Regions from separate parts of the Capra hircus genome. Here region 1 is linked to region 2. Evidence: chromatin contacts called from public Hi-C data. All regions are on one chromosome and are shown on one strand. The core of a region is the stretch at or near the end of the contact, and the rest is flanking DNA. Distances in the headings are between cores, read along the strand shown.

The links. Hi-C and Micro-C count contacts between places; a contact is called where the count stands out from the background.
Region 1: a contact with region 2 is called in a Hi-C map of blood, with 7 times the contacts expected there. The contact joins the enhancer-like site here to the promoter of TIGD3 in region 2. A contact is called at or near these places in 4 of 5 Hi-C or Micro-C datasets (blood and liver).

The regions. Positions count from the first base shown.
Region 1 is chr29:44,098,361-44,102,522 of ARS1.2, reverse strand. No RefSeq gene overlaps it. Among named protein-coding and RNA genes, the nearest start is that of SCYL1, 21 kb to the left of the region's middle. Within about 2 kb of position 1,707, at least 2 of the 5 cell types and tissues checked have an H3K27ac peak or open chromatin away from gene starts, as enhancers often do.
Region 2 is chr29:43,971,378-43,975,545 of ARS1.2, reverse strand. It overlaps TIGD3 (tigger transposable element-derived protein 3), which reads right to left and starts at 2,072. Exons shown (of 2, transcript XM_018043606.1): 1 at 1,875-2,072; 2 at 1-946. The coding sequence starts at 930.

The DNA.
Region 1 (4,162 bases), core at 458-2,957, 130 kb before region 2:
TAGGAGAGATAAGAAAGTGAAAGTGAAGTTGCTCAGTCGTGTCCGACACTTTGTGCGACCCCATGGATTGTAGCCCACGGAATTTTCCAGGCAAGAGGACTGGAGTGGGTTGCCATTTCCTTCTCCAGGGGATCTTCCTGACCCAGGGATCAAACCTGGTCTCCCACACTGCAGGCAGAGGCTTTACCTCTGACCCACCAGGGAAGCAAGAACACACAGAGAACTATACAAAAAAGATCTTCATGACCCAGATAACCACGATGGTGTGATCATTTCTGCCATAAGGGTGGTGTCATCTGCACATCTGAGGTTATTGATGATATCTCTCCCGGCAATCTTGATTCCGGCCTGTGCTTCATCCAGCCCAGCATTTCACGTGATGTACTCTGCACTTACGTTAAATAAGCAGGGTCACAATATACAGCATTGATGTACTACTTTTCCAATTCTGAACCAGTCTGTTATTCCATGTCTGGCTCTAACCATTGCTTCTTGCCCTGCATACAGGTTTCTCAGGAGGCAGGTAAGGTGGTCTGGTATTCCCATCTCTTGAAGAATCTTCCACAGTTTGTTGTGAGCCACATAGTCAAAGGCTTTAGCGTAGTCAATGAAGCAGAAGTAAATATTTGTCTGGAATTATCTTGCTTTTTCTGTGATCCAATGGATGTTGGCAATTTGATCTCTGGTTCCTCTGCATTTTCTAAATCCAGCTTGTACATCTGGAAGTTCTCGGTTCACATACTGTTGAAGCCTAGCTTGAAGGATTTTTGAGCATTACCTTGCTAGCATGTGAAATTAGTACAACTGTGCACTTGTTTGAACATTCCTTGGCATTGCCCTTCTTAGGGATTAGAATGAAAACTGACTTTTTCAGTCCTGTGGCCCCTGTTTTGTTTTCCAAATTTGCTGGCATATTGAGTGTAGCACTTAAACAGCATCATCTTTTAGGATTTGAAATAGCTCAGCTAGAATTCCATCACCTCCACTAGTTTTGTTCGTAGTGATGCTTCCTAAGGCCCACTTGACTTCACACTTCAGGATGTCTGACTCTAGTGAGTGATCACACCATCGTGGTTATCTGGGTCATGAAGATCTTTTTTGTATAGTTCTCTGTGTGTTCTTGCTTCCCTGGTGGGTCAGAGGTAAAGCCTCTGCCTGCAGTGTGGGAGACCAGGTTTGATCCCTGGGTCAGGAAGATCCCCTGGAGAAGGAAATGGCAACCCACTCCAGTCCTCTTGCCTGGAAAATTCCGTGGGCTACAATCCATGGGGTCGCGCAAAGTGTCGGACACGACTGAGCAACTTCACTTTCACTTTCTTATCTCTCCTTGCTATTCTTTGGAACTCTGCATTCAGATGGGTATATCTTTCCTTTTCACTTCTCTTCTTTTCTCAGCTATTTGTAAGGCCTCCTCAGACAATCATTTTGCCTTTCTGCATTTCTTTTTCTTGCGGACGGTTTTGATCACCATGTCCTGTTACAATGTCCTGAATTTTTGGTCATAGTCCTTCAGACACTCTATCAGATATAATCCCTTGAATCTATTTGTCACTTCCACTGTATAATCGTAAGGGAGTTGGTTTAGGTCATACCTGAATGGTCAGCAATAAAGGTAAACATTTGTTGAACAAACAAGGGTAGCATTAAGAAACACTCCACGGACAGGGTGTGCAATACTATTATAGTCCACTAGATGGTGGCAAAGCACACTCATTTCCAGTTCCATAAATTTGCATCTCCTGTGGCTAGCCATCCTTACCATAGCAGGTAGACAGGACATTATCTCCATTTAACCAGCAGGAAAGCAAGGACCTGGAAAGCGCACATGACATCCCAGTTTGCCAACTTGTCAGAGCCAGCCAAGACACCAGGATCTGACTCACGTCTCCTAGATTTTCAGAGCATCTGAATCAGCAACCCAGCTAGATACTCCCATTTTTCACTTTCCCTGTACCCTGCCCTCTCTCCAATCTCATTATCCTAGTTGCACCCTTTGCTGAGGTCAGGAATCTATTTCCCAAGTCCAGACCAACTAGCCCTGGGCCTGGGAGACTTCAGGGCAAGTTTGGAGAGGTTACAAAATGGAGCTATCTCACTTGAGCTCATGTTTGTTAGGCACCCACAGTACTACTAGAATTATCAGGATAATGGAATCCCAAAAAGCCCAGTGTGAAAGCCCTTGGTACAGCTGAAGGGGTATATAAAGGACTTGCCTGGGGTTCACTTATATTATTGAGACCTAGCCCCTTGACTTGGATATAGCCTTCAGAAAAGTTTGATGTTGGCCTCCTTCTGCATTCTTTTTGTGCCAAGGAGGAAATGACTTCCAGGATGCTTCTCTGGCCCTTCTCATTGCTGACCCTGGTGCTGACATTTCCTGATCCTGGCCAATTTTGAGCCTAAGCAGTGCCAGGAACCATGTAGCCCCTGGTGAATCCCTAGCCACTCTTCTTTCTCCTTTGCTCTCCAGGTAAGTCCTTCCAGGGAGTCCTCCAGCTCTGGAAGAACAAAGACTTAACCAAGCCCAGGGACCATCGTGTTGGAGATTAGATTGCTGCTGACCCACTAGACGGTTATTTTTTTAATTCAAGTATATTTGGTTTACAATGTTGTACTTCAGGTGAACAGCAAGTGAAGATTATATATGTGTATATAAATTGCATAATACATTATATACTTTTTCAGATTCTTTTCCATTATAGGCTATTACAAGATATTGACTAGTTCCGTGTGCTATATATGCTAGGTCCTTGTTATATATAATTGGACAGTTGATTCTTCAAAACAAATTATTTTTGGTTGTGCTGAGTCTTCATAGCTACCTGCAGGCTTTCTCTAGTTGCAGCCAGCAGGGGCTACTGTTCTTTGAGGTGCATGAGCTTCTGCTTACAGTGGGCTCTAGGTGCACAGGCTTCTGCAGTTGTGACTCTTGGGCTCGAGTGCAGGCTGTTGCTCTCCAGAGCATGTGCAATCTTCCTGCACCAGGGATTGAACCCGTGTCCCCTGCACTGGCCAACCAATTTATATCCACTGCACCACCAGGGAAGTCCCTGGATAGTTATGTGAGGACATTCGTGCACTTACATAGACCATAGAGTTGAAGTGTTGGAGGCTAGGGTTCAAATTCCAGCCCTCCCACCTTGCCAGTGTCCCAGTCAGAGCTTGCTTCTCCATTTGCAACACATAACTTGAGTTCAGAAATATAGGACAGAGATTCATTTGCTAAAGCCTCTCCCCACTTCAGTATCCTTGCCTGGAGAATTCCATGGACAGAGAAGCCTGGTGGGCTAGTGCAGTCAGAAAAACCTGAGGGGCCAAGGGTATAGCCAAGGCTGGGAGACCTGTGCTAGGTACAGCATCTCCTTTAGACCTAGGTCTGAAGACCTATAGCTGGCCAGGTTTACTGGAAGGAGCCTTTTACCTACCCATGCAGGGAATACAATCTGAGGAGCTAGGACATCTTAGAGTTTGAGAGAATGGGTGGGACCAAGAGGATATTTCAGTTGCAAATAAGGGATTATCTGCTGGTATACAGGCCATTTTTGGCCACCTGATATGAAGAGCCAACTCACTGGAAAAGACCCTGATACTGGGAATAAATGAAGGCAGAAGGGGAGAGAGAATGAGATGGTTGGATGGCATCACCGACTCAAATGGATGGCTAGTTTTTGAGCACACTCTGGGAAATGGTGAGGAACAGAGAAGCCTGGCATGCTGCAGTCCAAGGGGTTACAAAGAGTTGGACACGACTTGGCGACTGAACATACAAGTCATTCCACAGGACACGTGACCACATAACCAACTTGCAGCTTGGGAACTGACAACTGAAAAAGATTGCGTCCGAGTCACCTACTGTCAGAGCTTGGCCTTACTTTGATATAATCGGTGGTTAACACCTCTCCTCCCCATGTTCCCCAGTTGTTTCTCTTCATCCCAGCCCAGCTCACAAGCAACTAAGCAGCAGAAAGGAGGCTTCTTTAAACAAGTGTCTTTCAGGTCACTCACCCATTTCACCCCTTTCCTCCCTAGATTCTTGCTCTTCCTGGAGATGGGGCTGCATGACAGAACCATACACTTATATAGGAACCAGGAGGAACACCCACACACACATTTTCTATTCATGAACAGAAGTTTGGTATATACATAAATGAATCACACCAAT
Region 2 (4,168 bases), core at 823-3,322:
CCGCCGGTAATGGGCCTTAAACGCCCGGACCACGGAGCTGGGCAGGGGCGGTGTGGGGTTCGCAGCAGACAGAGGCAAGAGCCTCACGTGGCAGAGCCCAGGCAGGCCTGCCACCTCCTCCACCACTCGGGCAGCCATCAGCAAGGCCACCTGCCGGCCCTGCCGCCCCATGTCCCGATCGAACTGTGACAACCACTCCGACCAGGGGATGGCCAGGTCAGGGTGGTAGGAGGCAGGCAGGGCCTCGCTGCTGACCCCAAAGAAGCATCGTGGGGCAGCCTGGGGCCCACTGACCAACAGCCGCCGTTTCTCTGTGCCCCTGCTGTTGGCACACAGCAGCACCTGCACCCGATCACACGTACCCACTCTGCCGGGCACTGCCCGATACAGCAAGGGCACTTCAACACAGCCAAAAATGTCCTCTGGGGAGAAATCTTTAAGAGAAAGAGGCAGCTGGGCCTGGGGAGTGGGAGCTGGGGGAGGCGGCTCAGGGGGGAACGGAGGTGCCAATATGTGGCGGGCCCCGAAGCCCACGTTGTTTCGGCGTTTCCAGCGGACCAGCCAGCCGATGCTGGGCACAAAGTCCTGGCCCAGGATGTCGGCCAGCTCCTTGGCTTTGTGGAGCAGCATGGGCCCCGTCACGTCCCAGGCCTTGGCCCGGGCAATGTGGTACCAGCAGAGCAGAGCCTCGTCGATGCCGCTGTACTTGGACTCCCGCTTGCGCTTGCGCTCCCGGTTGGCCGTGCCGCTGCACCAGTCCGCCAGCAGCTTCTCTTTATTCTTGCAGATGCGGGAGATCTGAGGCTGGGAGACCTGGAAGCGCCGGGCCACCTCCGACTGGGACATCTTGGACTCATCCAGGAGTTCCAGCACCTGGATCTTCTCAGCCAGGGACAGGGCATGAAGCTTCTTCTTGCCACACAGCTCCATGGCCTCTCAGCAGCACCTGGACGGGGAGGAAAGGGTGAGCAGGGGACCGACGGTGGAGGCCACGCGGGTTAGGAGAGGAGCGCAGCAAGGAAAAGAGAGCATATGGGGCAGGGAGACAGGTTGGTGTGGAGGGGCGGAGGGGCAGTCCAGGGAAGGCTGGACCAGCTGGGAGAGGGTGAGGGTACCCTGGGTAGGAGGTGAGAAGGCTGGGCTGAAAGGAAGGGAAAAGGCCAGGCTGGGTGGGCAGTGGGCCGGGCACTGATGGGAAGAACGACAGAATGGAGCCTGGAGGGGGTGGCCCCCTGGTCAGAGGGAGAAAGGGGTCCGCGGGAGAAGGATGAATAGAGCCGAGGGGACAGCTGCAGACACAACAAAGGAGCGTGGACCGGGGAGGACAGGGGGCTGGGGCCGAGGCGGGCAGGTGTACGGGATAATCAGAGCCCGTGGGAGGAACCCCCAGGACGGGGAGGGGGCGGTGGGCCTAGGCTGAATTTAGATGAAAATGTTGGGGGCAGGGTGGTGGAGTGAATGAACAGAGTTGGGGGGACAGGTGTACAGACGACAAAGAGGGACAGACTAGGGGCTGAAGAAGCAAGTCTAATTTGGGGCTGGGTCCTGAGCAGGAAAGGCTGGGCCGGGGTCCGACCTGGAGAGGGGGTGGGTGGGAGCACAAGGCCGAAAGGCAGGTGCACAGGCGACAAAGGGCAGGAGGGGTTAGGAGGCCGCGGGCAGCGAGAGGGGCGGGTTGTCCTCAGCGGAGAGGTTTGTGGCCTGGGAGGGAGGAGGAACGAGCGTACGGGACCCAGGCAGGCCAGGAGTCGGGCTCCGCAACTCGGCCGGCCTCTCCCTCTGGTGACCCGGAGTCCATCGGCAGGGCGGACCCAGTCATCTGCCTGCCCGGCCTCCCCGCCTCCCTGCTTCCAGCCCTTCCGCTCCGCACCCACCTCAGGCGCTCGTCCCGCGGCTGCCGCCCCGGTCCCAGCCCTGGCTAGGGCCGGACTCTCGAGCCCCTCTCCCGGCGGCTACCGGAGAGCAGGAGAGGGACGCGCCGAGCGGACAGAGGTGCTGCGCGGGCGGCGGGCGCGCGCACCCTTCACGCGCAGCTCGCGCGGGGGTCTCTCCAGGCTGGGAAGACCGCGGTCCGCCGCTCAGCTCCCACCCGCCGCAGCCCCGCCCCGAACCAATTAGATTGGCCTTCGGTGGAGTCGGTCCCGCCCCCGGCTAAGTCTCATTGGACATTGAGAAAGTGGCGGGTCGTCAGGTCCCCGGGGGGACGGCGCTTTCTGCAAGAAGGGGTGGCGAGGCGGAGACTGGTCTCGGCGGGAGTCCTGGATGCGCTGCCAGCCTCAGAGGACCCGGCCCTCAGAGCCTGACAGGACTCGGCAGCGTGGACACAGGACGTCTTCCTGGCCGTGACCCTAGGCAGCTTCCTCATCTACCAAACAAACAGATCTCGTTCCTCTCACCCAGTGATCTTTAAAAAATAGAAGTTATAAGCCACACAAAAGATGTTACCATGGACAGCACTGACCTCAGGTCGGTCAGCCAAGGTACAACAGACTGTTGTATCCACGCGTTCTGGGAAACAAACTCACTCAGAAGGACAATGCAGATAGTGAAGTGCAGGTTATTACACTAGCTGGCCCAAGGCAGAGTCTCCTCTTAGCCAAGGACCCCGACCTGTTTTTGTGAAAACCTTATATATCTGTGAAGGAGGAAACAGAACAGGCTTCATCTTGAAAGCAGGACTCCATCTTGGGCTGGACTGTGGACTTGGAGCTTTATGCCCAGTATCTATGGAAACGACATACCAATTGGAAAACCAGACCCCCCAGATGGAAGAGCCCCAGGGCTCATACCTAGACTCTCTGTCGCCTGAAAGAATACCCTAATTATCTGTATAATCTAATGGAATCATAAATTTTATTATGCTTATTGGGGTATGACCACAGGCCTATTGATAATTGTCCACTGTTAACTACCTAGGCTTAAGGCATATGAATCATGGGTTAACTTTGATTGTATCTTTCCTTTCCTTTGTTCAGACTAGTTTCAGGGAATTTGGGGAAGTGGGTTCGGGCATGTACACTTAGGGTATTTAAGGTTTTCACAAAAACTGGTCAGGGTCCTTGGCTAAGAGGAGACTCTGCCTTGGGCCCGCCGGTACAATAAACTGCCCTCCACTATCTACATTGTCCTTCTGAGTGAGTTTGTTTCCCGGAATGCGTGGCTACAATACCCTAAGTATATCTGCCCAAACCCACCTCACCAAATTCCCTGAAACTAGTCTGAACAAAGGAAAAGAAAGATACAAAGTTAACCCGTGATTCATATGCCTTAAGCCTACATGGTTAACAGTGGAGAATTATCAACAGGCCTGTGGTCATACCCCAATAAGCATAATAAAATTTATGACTCTATTGGGTTACACAGATAATAAGGGTATTCTTTCAGGTGATGGAGAGTCTAGGTATGAGCCCTGGGGCTCTTCCATCAGGGGGTCTGGTTTTCCAATTGGTATGTCGTTTCCATAGATACTGGACATAGAGCTCCAAGTCCACAGTCCAGCCCAAGATGGAGTCCTGCTTTCAAAATGGACCCTGTTCCGTCTCCTCCTTCAAGACTACTTGCTTGGGGCTAGTTGAGTTAGGGCACGTAGAGATTAATTTTTTAGTTTTGGTACCTTTTAGGCAAGACTCAAGTTCCTAAAGTCAAGATTTTGTAGTATTCCTTTCCTTGGTAGACTTCAGTTCTTTGAAATCCAACAGACTTTTTAACCCCGGGTCTAGAGTGCCGAATCCTCAGCTCTAGCCTGCTTTCCTCTCCCTTCATAGTCAATTGAAAGGCTGGGGCCACAGGTGAGTCCCCCTTCTCACAGGCTTTCCTTCCCATCCCATCCCTGATCCCTCTTCCATCCTTCTATGTCTCATCCTAAATCCTCCTTCAGCAACCTTTCCAAATCTCAGCAATGCCGGGTTCTCATCAGCATTCTCATCTTCTACACTTACTCCACCTGCAAGGATCGTCTCACTGCTTTACTCCCTCTGCTCTAGGCCTACTTCCAGGTACAGACAGGAGGATGGGGGCTGTGCTGTGTCCCTAATACAATTCCAAACTGGAGCACCCGGCTTACTTAACTGAGCACAGGGGCCCAGGCCACTCTGCCTTCCAGGAGGAAACAAGCGGCTTTCAGGCTGGCCCAGAAAACCCTAAGCGTATTTCAGGGGGTTCATAACTG